Regions from separate parts of the Sus scrofa genome. Here region 1 is linked to region 2. Evidence: chromatin contacts called from public Hi-C data. All regions are on one chromosome and are shown on one strand. Each heading gives the region's core, a stretch centred on a gene start, on an enhancer-like site or on the middle of the called end of the contact. The rest is flanking DNA. Distances are from core to core; before and after follow the strand shown.

Region 1 (6,823 bases), core at 152-2,651, 71 kb after region 2:
GCCTGTGGGCAGAAGTGAGGGTGGTGCGTGGTTGGGAAGCAGGCACATGAGCAGATTTGAGATTATGAAAATTCTGTATTTCTTGATTATGATTTTTGCCCCACGGTGTATAAATTTGTCCAGACTCATCGAAATGTTTGCTCAAAATGGGTTTACATTTAATTTTATGTAAATTACCTTAATGAAGCTGAAGCTGATGTTTGGAAAAGCGGATGAGGTGAAGGTGGATGAGGAGTAGCAGTGTGAGCACAGGCTCTTGTGTTGCTGTGCGCTTGGGTTTGTATGTCATGGGCATTTTCCCAGGGAGGGACATGGTTATTTTCTCTGTGCTTAAAATACTTGCTTCCTAAGTGCGTGTTGTAGTTTTCCATCCAGGCCAGCAAGGGTGCAAAAAAAAGAAAAGAAAAAAAAAGCCAGTTTCAAAAAACTTACAATATAAATTATATGACTGTTTGTAGTTCTTTTTCCCCTTCTTTTTTTTTTTTTTTGCCTCACCCAAGGTGTATAGAAATTCTGGGACCAGGGGTTGAACCTGAGCCACAGCAGTGACAACGCCTGGATCCTTAAACCACTGAGTCACCAGGGAACTCCATTCTCCCCCTTTTTTTGGCACATGTGACGGCCTGAGAATTCACTCCGTGATGGAGATGGATCTTCGAATACACCCCCTGTACTAGCTCCCTAGCTCTGTGTGTGGCCAGGGCCTGCCTTGGCATAGAAAGACTAATTTAGCTAAAGGTGGTATTTTTTTCTCTTTAAAAAAAAGGCAAAACATTTTTCTTTTCAAGCTCCTGTTGAGCTGATGATGGCTCTAGTTTGGCAGAAGTCTGGTAAAGTTGAGAGAAGAGATTATGGGTCTGCAGGTGAGTTCCCACTGTGGTGCAGCAAGTTAAGGATTCAGCATTGCCACAGCTTGGCATAGGTTGCAGATGCAGCTCAGGTTTGATCCCTGGCTCAGGAACTTCCCATTGCCGCAGGTGTGGCCAAAAAAAAGGAAAAAAAAAAAAAGTTGCAATGATAAGATGTTCTGGAAAGCCTCTGGCAAGAATTAACTAATACATATAAAACCTTTGGTATTATGCTTGGCACCTAGTAAGTGTTCTATAAACGTTAATGAGTGTTTGTGGGCACATGCAGGATAATATTGTTGGTACACACATTCTCCGTAGATGTAGGTGAGGGAGACTTGCTGCGGCCGCGGAAGCGTGTGTGTAAATCAGCAACATAGGTTACGGGGAGGTTGAGATCAGCTTCTAGGATTTGCCGGGAAAAAGGTTTAGTGTGAGCAGGAGCCCGTCAGAGGTCTTGGTAAACAGGCTGAAAGCAAGTCTTAAATGACACCCTTCATTGAGAGCTAAGGAACGGCCCCCAGCCAAGAGCCGCCAGTTGCCAGCTGTGAGGGAACCTGGCACCGCAGGCTGTGTCCTGGACCGCAGCCCCTCCCGGGCCTGGCAGCAGCCACTTCGCCAGGACACAGCCCTTGCCTGCTTTTGGTGAGATGCCTGCTGGTGCCTGGTGGCGAAGGTGGGGAAAGTCACTTTCACGGTTTGTGGGAGTGAAATTGGATCACTTCCCTCGATTGGCTCGTTCCTTCTGGACGTCTGTCAGCACCCTCTCCCTGATTATATGTTATTCTTTTATTCATCTCATCGCTGTTTATCATGTACTTAGTACGTGCCAGACTTTGGGGTGAGTGGTGAGCAAACACGCGTGGGTGCTGTGACTGGTGCCGTCTTGTTCATGGTCAGGAGGGGCAGGTAGAGCTGAGCACTTGCTGAGTTTGGCAGGTGTCACTGCCGACGTGAGGAGGGCCCGGCTGAGGGCGCGGGTGGGCAGGTCCCGGCTGGCGCGGGGCCTTTTGCGTGGAGGGGAAGGTGTGTGGGCTGCTGCCTGCTGACCAGGAGCTGCAGGAAACCGGTGTGGCCGGAGCGGGCGGCGGGGCAGTGACGGAGGTGGGCAGGGCCAGGTGAAGCACGTGTGGGCCGTGGTCATGCGCTTGCTGTTTACACCCGGAGCCGTGAGAAGCCACTGATGGGTTTAGGGCGAGAGGAGCACCGGTCAGGACTGGAGCGTAGAGTAGAACAGTCTGGATGGGACACGCGGAGGTGGCGTGCAGCTGAGACACCACGGAAGGTCAGGCTAGGTGGTACCATAGAAAGATGTGTCGGGGACGTGCGGAGAGGGGACCAGGTCTGGTCTGAGCGACGGCGTGGCGCTTCTGCTAACCTCGGGGAACACCGGAGGAGGGCAGGAAGGCCCGGGAGCAGGAGCTGCTTTTGAGATTCCAAGTGGACACGGGGAGGAGGCGGTGGGCAACCTGGCCTCGGCCTGGGGGAGCCGTCCTGTACAGGAGCTGCCCCAGCAGGGTGCGTGTCGGCAGGATCGGGAGGTGGCTTGAGCACAGCGGACGTTTCATGGCAGGGAGGGGAGGGGGAATCTGAGGGAGCCTCAGAGGGAGGGGGAGGCAGCAGCTGGAGGAGACCCTGGAAGGAGAGGAGGGTGCGATCCAGAGGGTTCTGCAGAGCCTCTGTGCTTCCTTGCACTCGAGCCCTGGTGGCCTGAGAGAGCCAGGGAGAGGCGGGGTCAGCGGTGAGGCTGAGCCGGGGAAGGGCTGGCTGTGGCTGCAGGTGGGCTTGGGATGGAGATAGGGGATGAAGGGCAAGTTTCTCCTCCTTTTAAAAAACGAGAGGGACCTGAGTGTGTTGAAGTGTGAATGAGGAGACATGCAGCATCCACGCAGGAGTGAGAAGGGGAGTGAGACGGTTTCAGAGATGCTGAGAAGGCCTGGGATCCGGCGTGAGGGGTTAGGCTGGCTGGGTGGTTACAACGGATGCGGTCTCGTGTGCCGGTACTCTGCCTCCTTTCTTTGTCGATGCGATGGTGTTTCAGGGCCCAGTGTCATGCCCTCCCCTTCCAGTCCCTGGGGGAAGAGGCTTCTGTTTTCCTTAGTGCCGTGGCTCTTGTGACAACACGAACTGTTTACAAGACTGAGATGCACATTCTCTCCTTCGCTCCCCCACTGGCTGTGCTCCGTGGGCTGAAGATCTGGTGTTGCCAACAAACTGCGGTGTAGGTTGAGGATGCAGCTTGGATCTGGTGTTGCTGTGGCTGTGGTGTAGACCAGAAGCAGCAGCTCTGATTTGACCCCTAGCCTGGGAACTTCCATATGCCACAGGTGCGGCCCTAAAAGGAAAATAAAAGAAAATATTTTGGGTGGTAGAGCATGCTGTCTTATTCTTAATAACTACTGTATTGTGGTTTTTCTTATATTTTCTTTTAAAATACCAATTTTGGAGGCAAGTTGCTGTGGCGTTTTAGCAAAGCACTGTTTTATTTCAAAGCGATCATTAGATACCAGTGACTAAACCACAAAGGACAAATGGCATCATTTGTACATTGTGGTTTTTCTTGAAGAGGGACTGAGAGTCAAGCACAGATAAATATGAACATAAGGGGAATCGCATCCCAGGATGCAGTGAAATTGATAAAATCCCTCCTCGTGGCCTTAACATCTTAAAAATCTGTATCCTTACTGTTGAGTGTTAATCAGAACATCAGCTTGGTCATTCTCTAGCGCTGTGACTGGGAATCTTACCTTACATCAGTTTCCATATTTAAATGTCGCTAAGCATTCATTGGTGACATTCGGCAGTGAATATCGTCCGCTGGAAGTGGCGCTGCTGCGTGCAGGGCAAGCCTGAGGAGCTGTTTTGGAGCCTTAATTGGGTTTGTTTTGTCGTCATGCTCCATGTGGTCGGATAGTCTGCTCAGCCCTGGTGCTGGGTCTGTCAGAGCACTGAAACTGTTCAGCAGTGTCTGGTTAAGTTTCCAGAGACATCACGGTGTGTACCGTTCACACAAAACAAAATTCTCATCTGATGGACTTTAATTTTTAAAAACCTAGTATGTCTGTGTTTTGGTGCATATACCGTGCATATGACATGTCGATCATGTGTAGAAGAGACGGGTGTTGGGAAGTTTAATTTTACTTCCATGCTAAACCAGTCTGTCTTTGGTCAGGCCTTGCTTTTGGGGTCTGCGAGAGGGAAAGACCAGCCCTGCGGACTCCATCTGTCCGGCGCGATTCCCGCGCGCCAGGCTCACTGCCCGTGTGCCAGGTTCCTGACCCTCGTCAGTGAGAGCGATGAGCCTGTTCTTTTCACAGCTCACGGCAACTCTGGATCCTTAACCCACTGAGCGAGGCCCGGGATCAAACCTGCGTCCTCATGGTTACTGGTCAGATTCGTTTCCCCTGAGCCTCAGAGGGAACTCCTAGTTTCCATGTTTATGCTGACAGTCTGATTTTCACGGAAGGGAGTTCGCAGGTTCCCCTTCACTCACTGAGGACCTTAGGGAGGATTTTACCTGCCCTGGGGCAGCAGAGCCCTTGGCCTTTGCCCGGGGTGGGGCCAAGTACTGTGTTTTAAGTAGTTCTAAGTAGTTTGAGGGGCAACTGCATCATTTTAGTCCAACAGTTTTTCCTCTGTTTTGGTTTGGGATTTTTGGTCTTTTTAGGGCCCCACCCGCGGCATGTGGAAGTTCCCAGCCTAGAGGTCAAGTTGGAGCTGCATCTGTGACCTACACCACAGCTCACAGCAGCACTGGATCTTTAACCCACTGCACGTGGCCAGGGATTGAACCCGCGTCCTCAAGGATACTAGTCTAGTTCGTTAACCGCTGAGCCACGAAGGGAACTCCTGGTTTGGTATTTTTCATACTTTAAACTTCTAAATTATGTGTTCCTAGTCGCCTTCTATCAGAGTTGGCTTGGGTGCCAGCGGTCTAAGCAGTCTGGTGGTCGGGCACAGTCCTTGATTTCTTAGGGTCTCTCAAAAGAGATTGTTTTCGTGTCTGACAGGGGACAGTCTTGGAATTTTCTCGTTCTGAGAATTCTCCGCAGGAAGGTTTCACTCAACCAGGCGGCACCTCGAGGCATGCTTGGCCCAGGGAGCATGTGTTAAGGGCAGGACTGTAGAAATGCTTGTCCTGGGGACTTGAGCTTGGTGTTGGGAGATGGCACAGACGGGGGTGGGGGAGTGTGGACGCCCACATCTGTCAGCCTGCCTGTCTTCAGCGGGCCTGCGCCGCCCCGAGTGCTTGGGAAGGGCAGGACTGCAGACAGCGTGGTCCCAGCTGTCCCTGCGTTCGCACCCAGTCCCGAGGTGGAAGAGGTGGGATACAGGAAATGGCGTAGAGAAACAGAGAAAGGGTGGCAGCTGCTGCTGTGTTTGGTTTTGGTTTTGTTTCTAGTCTCCTGGGGACAGCGCCCAGGTTCAGAGCTTGCAGTAAAGTCAGACTGAATGTTGTTAAGACATAAAACTTGAGGTGATGAAGGAGGTGACGTGTCCAGGTTTAGTTCCTCTTTTGAGTGATTTCGGTTCAATAAACAAGTGCCATTTGGTAGGCAAGCGCCTCATGTTTGTTTTCACTTTTATTGAGAGACACCAGAGTTTAATAAGAAGGGCTTTTTGGGAGTTCCCGTCGTGGCGCAGTGGTTAACGAATCCGACTAGGAACCATGAGGTTGCGGGTTCGGTCCCTGCCCTTGCTCAGTGGGTTAACGATCCGGCGTTGCCGTGAGCTGTGGTGTAGGTCGCAGACGTGGCTCGGATCCCGAGTTGCTGTGGCTCTGGCGTAGGGCGGTGGCTACAACTCCGATTAGACCCCTAGCCTGGGAACCTCCATATGCCTCGAGAGCGGCCCAAGAAATAGCAAAAAGACCAAAAAAAAAAAAAAAAAAGAAGGGCTTTTGGGTTGTCATGCACCTGCGACCCTGAGCCCAGGGCTCACCGAGGCAGTGTCAGGCCTGGAAACACTCTTCGCATCAAAGGAATGATGCTTAACTGTTGGAATGGACACATGGGACCATCCTGGAGGGGAATGTCACTGACCACAGGGCAGCATGTAGCCAGAAGCTTGAATGAAGCCTGTTCCCAGGCTTTTTGTGAAGGTGAAATGAGGTGGGCTGTACAGGTGGTTCCCAAACATGAATTTCCAGCCTTGGCCTTTTCCCTGAGCTCTAGACCAGAGCGTAGCAGACTTTCTGGAAGGGGCTGTGTAGTCTGTGTCTCAACTCAGCTCCACTGTAGCGCTGTATAAAGAGCCACAGACAAGAGGTACATGGGCGACCCCCCCTGCACACCCCTCCTTCCCCCTGCCTCCCACAATGTCTCTCTCTCGCGTGTCCCAGAGCCCTGAGGGTTCTGAGTGCGCCTGTGTCAGTCTTCTGACTCCTGTCCCGCGCATACAGCTTTTGAACATTGGAACCTTAGAACATCTCATCTGTGGGAAGAAAAAAAAGACCTCAAAAAAAGGGAGGGGGGGGGATGTCCAGCTCTTGGAGAGATGAAGCTGCCAGGCAGCAGAAAGGGTGGTGCCAGAGGCAGGTTCCAAAGTCGAGGACACATGGTTGAGCACATGGGACGCAGTCTGCTTCCAGCCAGCCTGCGCAGCACTTGTTTGCTTGTCTGTAGCACCTGCTAATGACGCTCCTGGAGAGGTCACCTAACGAACTACCTCAGCTGCAGCATGTCTGTGTTTTCATGCCTCCTCGCTGTGTCAAGACGTCTCTTTCTACGCATCATTTTGGTTTGTGTCTGTGAAGTTATTTGAGGAGGGGCGCTCTTATTTCTCTTGTATGGCTGTGGCTGGGGGCTGAGGCATTGAAGAACTGTGTGCTTTTTCTCCAGCTGAGAGTATTGTGGTGGCTAATCCAGAGTTCCTGCCATGCTGTTGGCAGCACCGCCCTGACAAGGCCCCACTTGCTGGAAAAGGCAGAGTTTCTTGAGGCACTGGGATGAAATGAACATGTGCTTACTTGAGGC
Region 2 (7,487 bases), core at 3,260-5,759:
GAAAAAAGGCAAAAAGACAAAAACAAACAAACTAACAAACATTTTTAAAAAGGTCATGTTTTGGCGATGCACCTGGCACTCAAACTGCCTTCGCATCAGCGCCGCACCCCTGCGCTGTGCAGCGGGCGGAGGTGGGGTGTGAGGCAGAAGAGTGCCACGTACAGTCCTGCCACGACCACTCCGCTCTGTCCCTGCACACACGGGAGCCCACGAGCGTGGCCGCACCCCAGTGAGGCGTCGTCCTCGGACACTGAAAAGAACCTCATAATTTCCACATCCTGAAATGTTACCCTTTTGATTTCTTTTCCAACCATTTTGAAATTGAGAAAGAGTTCCGGGCTCCGGGACACAAAACCCGGCGGTGGGTGGGCCGTGGCCCGCTGCTGCCCTGGACCTAAAACCAGGCCTTTGTTTCCGATGACTGTAACTTCTGCTCCCAGGGCAGGGTTGTATTTTCAGCCCAATTCCTCAAAGCAGAAAAAAAAAATGTGGTCTCCCCTCAAAGGAATTTCAAGCGTAAGCGAGCAGCCACCTTTTCTGAAGGGACTGGTGTCGAGAATCACTGGCTCTGCCCCTTCCTGGACCCTCCTCCGCGCAGGTCCCAGAAAAGAGGCCGGAGGTCGAGGGCACAGCCCCCACGTGGGAACCCAGGACCCCCCCTCTCGTCCTTCATCACCTCTATGGCTGTCCTCTTCTGCTCTGGCCCCCTCTCCCCTGCACCCCTCACCCTCCTGGCATCAAGTGACCGGATCTTCCTATCATGACTGCACATCTGAACAAATGCCTGCTCACTCCAGAGTCTCAGCAAGACAGGACTTCAGGGAGAAGAGGATCTTGAGTCACGGGTTCCAGTCTGGGTCCAAGCACAGGGCACATTCTACACCTAAGAGCCCACCCCTACATCTCGAAGCCCGCTCCCGCCATGGCCCGGGTCCACACAGCCTGGCCCAGGCAGGACCTTCTTATCCATCACTCCTGCTGCTCCCCTCCCCTCTTGGGGTGTCACAGTGTGTCAGTCTAGGACCCATACCGGGGACCAGGTGGAGAAAGCATGCAGTTGGCAAACCCTAAGACGAAGCACGGCCTGGGCATGAGGGTTTCCCAGGGCGCTCTGGAAGAGGTCAGGGCCCGAGCCCAACCTGAGCTCCATCAGATGTCTTCCAGGGTTCAGTGTTGCTGCCTGCTCATCATTGCTTGGCAGGGCCGGCCACCAGGACACATGGCCTGCCTAGAATCCTAAGGCCTAATTGAAGGATCTTTGGGGTCCCTGAATTACCCTAACATGTAACAGTCACATTGAAAAATCTTGAGGACTCCTGCAAGACTTGGTGGGTTAGTGAAATAGCATCACACCTGAACCTTCATAGGAGGTCAGCAAGAGCCCATTACAAACCCAGGATTTTTTTTTTCTTTTTAGGGCTGCACCTGCAGCCTATGGAAGTTCCCAGGCTGGGTCGAATCAGAGCTGTAGCTGCCAGCCTACACCACAGCCACAGCAATGCAGGATCTGAGCCAAGTCTGGGACTACACCACAGCTCGTGGTAACACTGGATCGTTGACCCATTGAGCGAGGCCAGGGATTGGACCCGCATCCTCCTGGATGCTAGTCAGGTTCGTTTACCGCTGAGCTGCGAAGTACACTCCACAAGCCCAGGATTTTGAGATCAGTACTGGGACCGAGGCGTCTGAAAGTCTGGACCGTCCTGGGCTGCTCTGCCTTGGACTCGCTCCCAGGTACCCTGGGGATGCGCTGCAGGGCTCAGGGGCGTCTCTGCATGTCTTTTCTGGGAAGCGGTCTCGAGTGCCTTGACCCGAGCACGACTTGAGGAAATCGGAAGAAACGGAGCGTTCTGAAGGGCTGGATTGATGTGAAGAGAGGAGGGGGGAAGGAGGCAGAGGAACGGTGGGGGGGGGAGGTCTGGAACAGAAGGACAGTAAGAGGTGAGCCAGACCTCATTAAAAACGCATTTTACATAAAGTGTATGGGAGAGAAGACTTCTCCGTCTGCCTTTAAGGACACCAATGATAAGCTTGAGAACCATCCAGAGTAAAAGTCTTAACACTTAAAGGACTAGGAATATATGGAGAATATTAGTAGATTGGAGCTATATGTCAATGAAGGTAAAAGCATCAAGAAATATGATGGAAAATATCACGAGAAAAAGAATGTATAGACATATAGATGTGTATACAACTGGGTCACTCTACTGTACAGCAGAAATTGACAGAACATTGTAAATCAACCATTATACAACAATTAAAAAACAAACAAACAGGGAGTTCCCATCGTGGCTCAGCAGTAATGAACCCAACTAGTAACCATGAGAATGAGGGTTTGATTCCTGGCCTTGCTCTGTGGGTTAAGGATCTGGCGTTGCTGTGGCTGTGGGTAGGCCGGCAGCTGCAGCTCCGATTAGATCCCTAGCCTGGGAGCCTCCATATGTCATAGATGCAGCCCTAAAAAGCAAAAAAAAAAAAAAAAAAATCTAAATGACATAAGCCATCTTGGGTAGTTACAGAGAGGATGAGAGAAGAGGCTCTACACTGTCTCCAGATAGTTAGATTCTTTCTTTTTTTCCCTCCTTCCTTCTGTCCTTCCTTTCTATCTCTCTCTTTCCTTCCTCCTCCCTCTCTTCCTTTCTTGTCTTTTTAGGGCTGCCAAAGGCATACAGGGAGGTTCCCAAGCTAGGGGGTCGAATCGGAGCTGTTGCTGCCAGCCTACACCACAGCCACAGCCACAGCCACGCCAGATCTGAGCTGCGTCTGTGACCTACACCACAGCTCATGGCAATGCCGGATCCTTAACCCACCGAGCGGGGCCAGGGATCGAACCTGCAACCTCATGGATGCTAGTCAGGTTCATTCCCTGAGCCACGACGGCACTGGTGTTTCAATCTTCTAGCCGTCCTTAATTACTTGTGGGAATTTACACTCTGATAGGATCTCTTTACTTCATAGAAATCTCTTATGGTGGAATTTTAGGTGTATCCACACACAGTAAAAGTATCTATTTATAGGCAGCACGCTCTGCATTCTTCACATTTTACCACCAAGTGACTGCAATCACTTGACATGTTCTAAACTGTGCTTTCAACAGTTTATCCTACTGGACTGAGTTGCTCTAGGGTGGGAACTTATCTTATCCATTTCTGTGTCCCCAAGGTGCCCGGCTCGGTACTTCCGAGAAATGGTCTGTCCATAAATGCATCACTTATGTTGGTCAAGGTCAAGTTGCTCTCAGACTGAATACAACCCCCGCCGTAGCAGTCACAGGGTAGCCGGCTTAGCATCACTATGGGGGCCTAATCTGGAGAGGAGGGGTCACTGGAAAATAAGAGCACTGGTGACACAGCAAAAGGTCATGGTTATTCCACAGCTGCCTGACAAATGTCCATGTGACTGATGCAGGAAACTGGCTCCAAGTGATACTCAAAGAGCAGATATCCTCTGAGCAGATATTTGGCCCGAGCTTCTAGCCATTTTCCTTCTCTTTCTTTTTATTTTTGTCTTTTCAGGGCTGCAGCCACGGCATATGGAGGTTCCAGGCTAGGGGTCTAATGGAGCTGTAGCTGCCAGCCTACACCACAGCCACGCGGGATCTGAGCCCCCTCTGCGACCTACACCACAGCTCACAGCACCACCAGATACTTAACCCACTGAGCGAGGCCTGGGATCAAAACATTCTCATGGATGCTAGTTGGGTTTGTTACAGCCGAGCCACGATGGGAACTCAGGTTCTTTCTGAATATGCTTCTCCTCAACCTTGCTGCCTTTGGTCGAGAGGGCTGGGCCCCACAGACATATTAAGGCTCCCTTCTCTTCCCCTTGTCCAAAGCTAGTCCTCAGCAGTCACTGATTCCCTCCAAAAAGAGGAAAGGCGACAAGCCGGACTCACGAAAGAGCCTCTTTGCCGCTCAACACTTGCAGATTTCTTCTCCCTTTATCTGCATCTGCTTTCCACTCTCCTGTTCAGATACCTGGAGGTGGGTCTCCACCCCTGGGCCCTTTCTCGTAGTCTGACCTTACACAGGTTTCACCATCAGAATTAGTATCTTTATTTGAAAAATGGGGATAACAGCCTAGACTTGAATGTAAAAAAAAAAAAAAAAAAAAAAAAAAAAAAATCACTTAGTACCTCGTAGGTGTTCAATAAATGACACCTTTCATTGTCATCCTGGCATTACATGGTTTCTGCAGCCTTTCTTTCCTAAAGTGTCCCTGCGCGTCAAGCAGGAGGCATCTCTGCCGGGAGGGTTTTGAAGTGTGTATGTGTGTGTGTGTGTGTGTGTCTTTTGGCAGGGGTGGGGAAGGGTGGGGGTTGACACCCTACTATATTACTGGCAAGGCTTTCACATTTATCTTCCCTCTCCAGGCCTGCTGACTGTAAGTCACACTCCTGAATAAGCCCAACAGGTGCATTCCTAAGGGGACGATGGCAGGAACCGGGGGGCGGGGGGAGTATGGAGAAGTCCCTGCAGACCAGCAGTCAGGCCATCCTTTGGCAAGTCTGTGACTAACCTGCCCCTGTCATGTGGGCCTCCACCTCCAGATGCTTCTTCTCAGTTGACACTGCTGTCCTGTTCTGCCAACGACCTGTCAGCACAAGAAGCTTGCAGTCATGCTGTCTCCTAAATGCCATTCTCCTGTCTCCTCTTAAGCCCTTCAAACCATATCCTTAGTATAACTGTTATGATTAAGTAAAAATTTAATGTGCCTGCGTGTACAGGCTGCACACATACGGCTGAGTGGCTGGATGCTTCCTTTCACACAGCACCCAAGTCACAAGACAGCAATCACAACAGACAGGACGGTAACCCCTACCAGGGTCCAGCCGTCTTACCCACACTGTCGTCCTGAAAATGGAAATCTACACTGACTTAGTCACAGCCCAGACTTTCCTGGGAGCAAAGGGGTCAGAACTGCCTTAAGAAGGAGCACTATTTCATCTTGTTCCTACCGAGCCGCCTCTGGGGCCATAGTTCTTGAGTGCTTTCTTTCCTCATCTTTTCAGCACCAGCACTTTGCTGCCATTTATGTTCCAAGGGGGCCCTTGGCTCTTGAATCAAGAGAAACTGCCAAGAGGCCAGATGAGCATTTCAGACCAGGCTTTATCAGGGGCTTGCACTGCAGCACAAGGGAGCGAGACCCAGGTGACCTCACCCACTTCACTGGTCCTTAGGTGGGGTGACGGGGGGGGGTGGAGCTGCAGGACAGGCAGAGACATGCTTAGGCTGTCCCCCTTGGTTGTGCCATCTGCAGGGATCATGTGTAGATCTCTGCTTTCTGCGCTGGCACCTCCAAAAGGGCTTGCTCACTACCGCCACCTAAAAGGCAACACAGTGGTCAGCACTGCCCCTGCTGCACAGGCCTGAGGTTGTGTTTAATCACTTTGGGGCTGATTTATGGCCTTCAGCATCCTGTTGCTTAAGGAAGCTTCACATCTTGGTCTGTTACAGCTGCCAGCTTCCTGTTGTTCAAGGAGGCGTTGCCCAGGTGCCAGCGTCCTGCTTGATGACCCGAGGCCCCAGCCCATCTCATTCCCCCCGAGGCAGTCTACACCCCTTATTCCTAAGGGTCAAGGGGCCAAAGGTCTCTTCTGCATCTACTTCCTGCTGAACAGGGGCTGCAGACCCTAGCCTACCCGGGAGGCGCAGAAGTCCGCACTGAGCGATCCAAGCACCTAGAGGGACTTGGGTCACCTTCATGGGATGGGCTGAAATCCTGGGGCCACCAGGAGCCTCACTTGGAACTGCTGAAGGCTGAAAGACACAAACCTAACTGAAAGATTAAACAGGCAGGATCTAAATTGTAACAAAAGAACTGTGGCCACTAGAGGGCGCAGGAGAGGCAGGAACCAAGTAACACCAGGCTGAAACCTTTCACCCAGCCCCACAGTGGGCGGTGGGGTTGCTAATTCCATGTAACCATTTAGTTTGTTCATAAATTTCCTGAGTATCTAGTTCAATTTTCTTCGAGCTGTTGACGTCTGTACAGCAAGTTTTGTTAACTTGCACAGACACCCCCTTCTTCAGCCAGAAGATAATTCAGGGTTAAGATAAATCGGGGTCAACTACGACACCGGTGAAGATGAAAACCAGGGACTCCTGGAGCCCCCTTAAGGCATCACTAGTTTTTGAGGCCAGACTGTCTATGGCCCGTGTGAGGTTTCTTAAGGTTGTTTCGTGATAGTCAAAACCCTCCCAGGGTGGCGAGTCCCAGGGCCGCCCCAACCCCTGCCAGGATTAGTCCGAGGGGCCAATTATGTCTGTTTTGAGAGGTGGCATTGTGTTCGGTGGCACCTAGTCCTCTCGGGACCAGTCGCCCCAGGGTGCATTCTCCCCGGAAGTGGACGTTGTCTAAGCAGGGATAGGCGGCAGCCTGGAGAGGCCAGGAGAAGGAGGAATTCGGGTTCCCTTCAAAGGGGAGTCGGTTGTGCGCTGGACCACAGAGGAACAGATATCCAGCGGGGGTGCAGGCCTGGCGGGGTGAGGTGGAGTTGAACCAGCGACGTAAAAGGGAACCCCAGTTAGGTTTAGTACTGCACCCGGGGGACAGGGGCCCTCCGTCTAGCGGGCCCCTGTCTAGTTCTGAGTTTTCCTCTATCCCCTCGTCGTCACTGAAGGCAGATGGGGTCTGATAGGTGAGCCTCCAGGATGGGGCTGCGGTTCCCTTCCAGTGCGTACACGAGGTGTTGGGCTGGGTGCCCGGGGAGAGGAGAGACGGGTCCACACACCAGTGCGTCTGGTTAGGGGTGCACGAGGAGCTTGAAGTGGAAAATGACATCGGATAAACGGAGAGGGCGCTTCCCGCATCAGCAAGGCAGGTGTCTGTCTGGCAGGGGCAGCAGGGCTTTCCTGGCGCCGTGCAGAGAAGGGGCCGCTTGACCTGGAGACCGGTTTGGTTCCAAGGGTCTGTAAGCTCTACACACCCCATGTGGTCACGATCTTGGAGCTGCCCCATCAGCAGCGGTGCGCTCCTCACGGGTTCAGAGGTCAGGGTGAGGTCCACGTCCTCATTTACAGGCACAAACTGGAGCAGAGGAACCCCCTCTTGCGGGTGGTGGTGACAGATCCAACAGTGAGAGAGGTTATTTCCTGAGGCCAAAATGCTGGAAAAGTTGCCGGGCGAGTTTTCCCTCCAGGTCCCCTTTCCTGGTCATTTTCTCCCCAAGCCCTCCGTAGGAGAAGGGCCAGGAGAAGGGTCCACCTCTTCCACCCCATCGCTGGGGCTGGTCTTCTCGATCCAGGAAGGGCAGAGGAGTGGCTGCTCCGCGGGGATGATGGCGCAAGCCGGCAAGAGGCAAGCGCACAAACCCCAAATCAGCAGGGGGAGGCGAGGCCACCACGGCACTTTTTACTGATCTGCAGTGGTTCCTTGTCTTTTGAGTAAGCAGCTCAGGTGTATTCTTCTGTTGTGGCCTGTGGGGTTTTTGGAGCAAGAGTTTTAATCTAGATCAACGTACCCAACTAGGTGTCCCTTGTGGTTTA

Evidence for each region. Hi-C and Micro-C count contacts between places; a contact is called where the count stands out from the background.
Region 1: a contact with region 2 is called in a Hi-C map of heart right ventricle, with 2.6 times the contacts expected there. The contact joins two enhancer-like sites. A contact is called at or near these places in 6 of 47 Hi-C or Micro-C datasets (blood, embryonic fibroblasts, epiblast stem cells and 3 more) and 2 of 2 datasets of contacts at active chromatin or transcription factors (alveolar macrophages and skeletal muscle).

Annotation. Positions count from the first base shown.
Region 1 is chr10:57,991,155-57,997,977 of Sscrofa11.1, forward strand. It overlaps a transcript of CCNY not described here. Among named protein-coding and RNA genes, the nearest start is that of CCNY, 27 kb to the right of the region's middle. Within about 2 kb of position 1,402, at least 6 of the 83 cell types and tissues checked have an H3K27ac peak or open chromatin away from gene starts, as enhancers often do.
Region 2 is chr10:57,916,897-57,924,383 of Sscrofa11.1, forward strand. It overlaps LOC102164731 (endogenous retrovirus group V member 1 Env polyprotein-like), which reads right to left. Exons shown (of 2, transcript XM_005668194.3): 2 at 2,151-7,418. The coding sequence starts at 6,960. The coding sequence ends at 6,190. Among named protein-coding and RNA genes, the nearest start is that of CREM, 91 kb to the left of the region's middle. Within about 2 kb of position 4,510, at least 7 of the 83 cell types and tissues checked have an H3K27ac peak or open chromatin away from gene starts, as enhancers often do.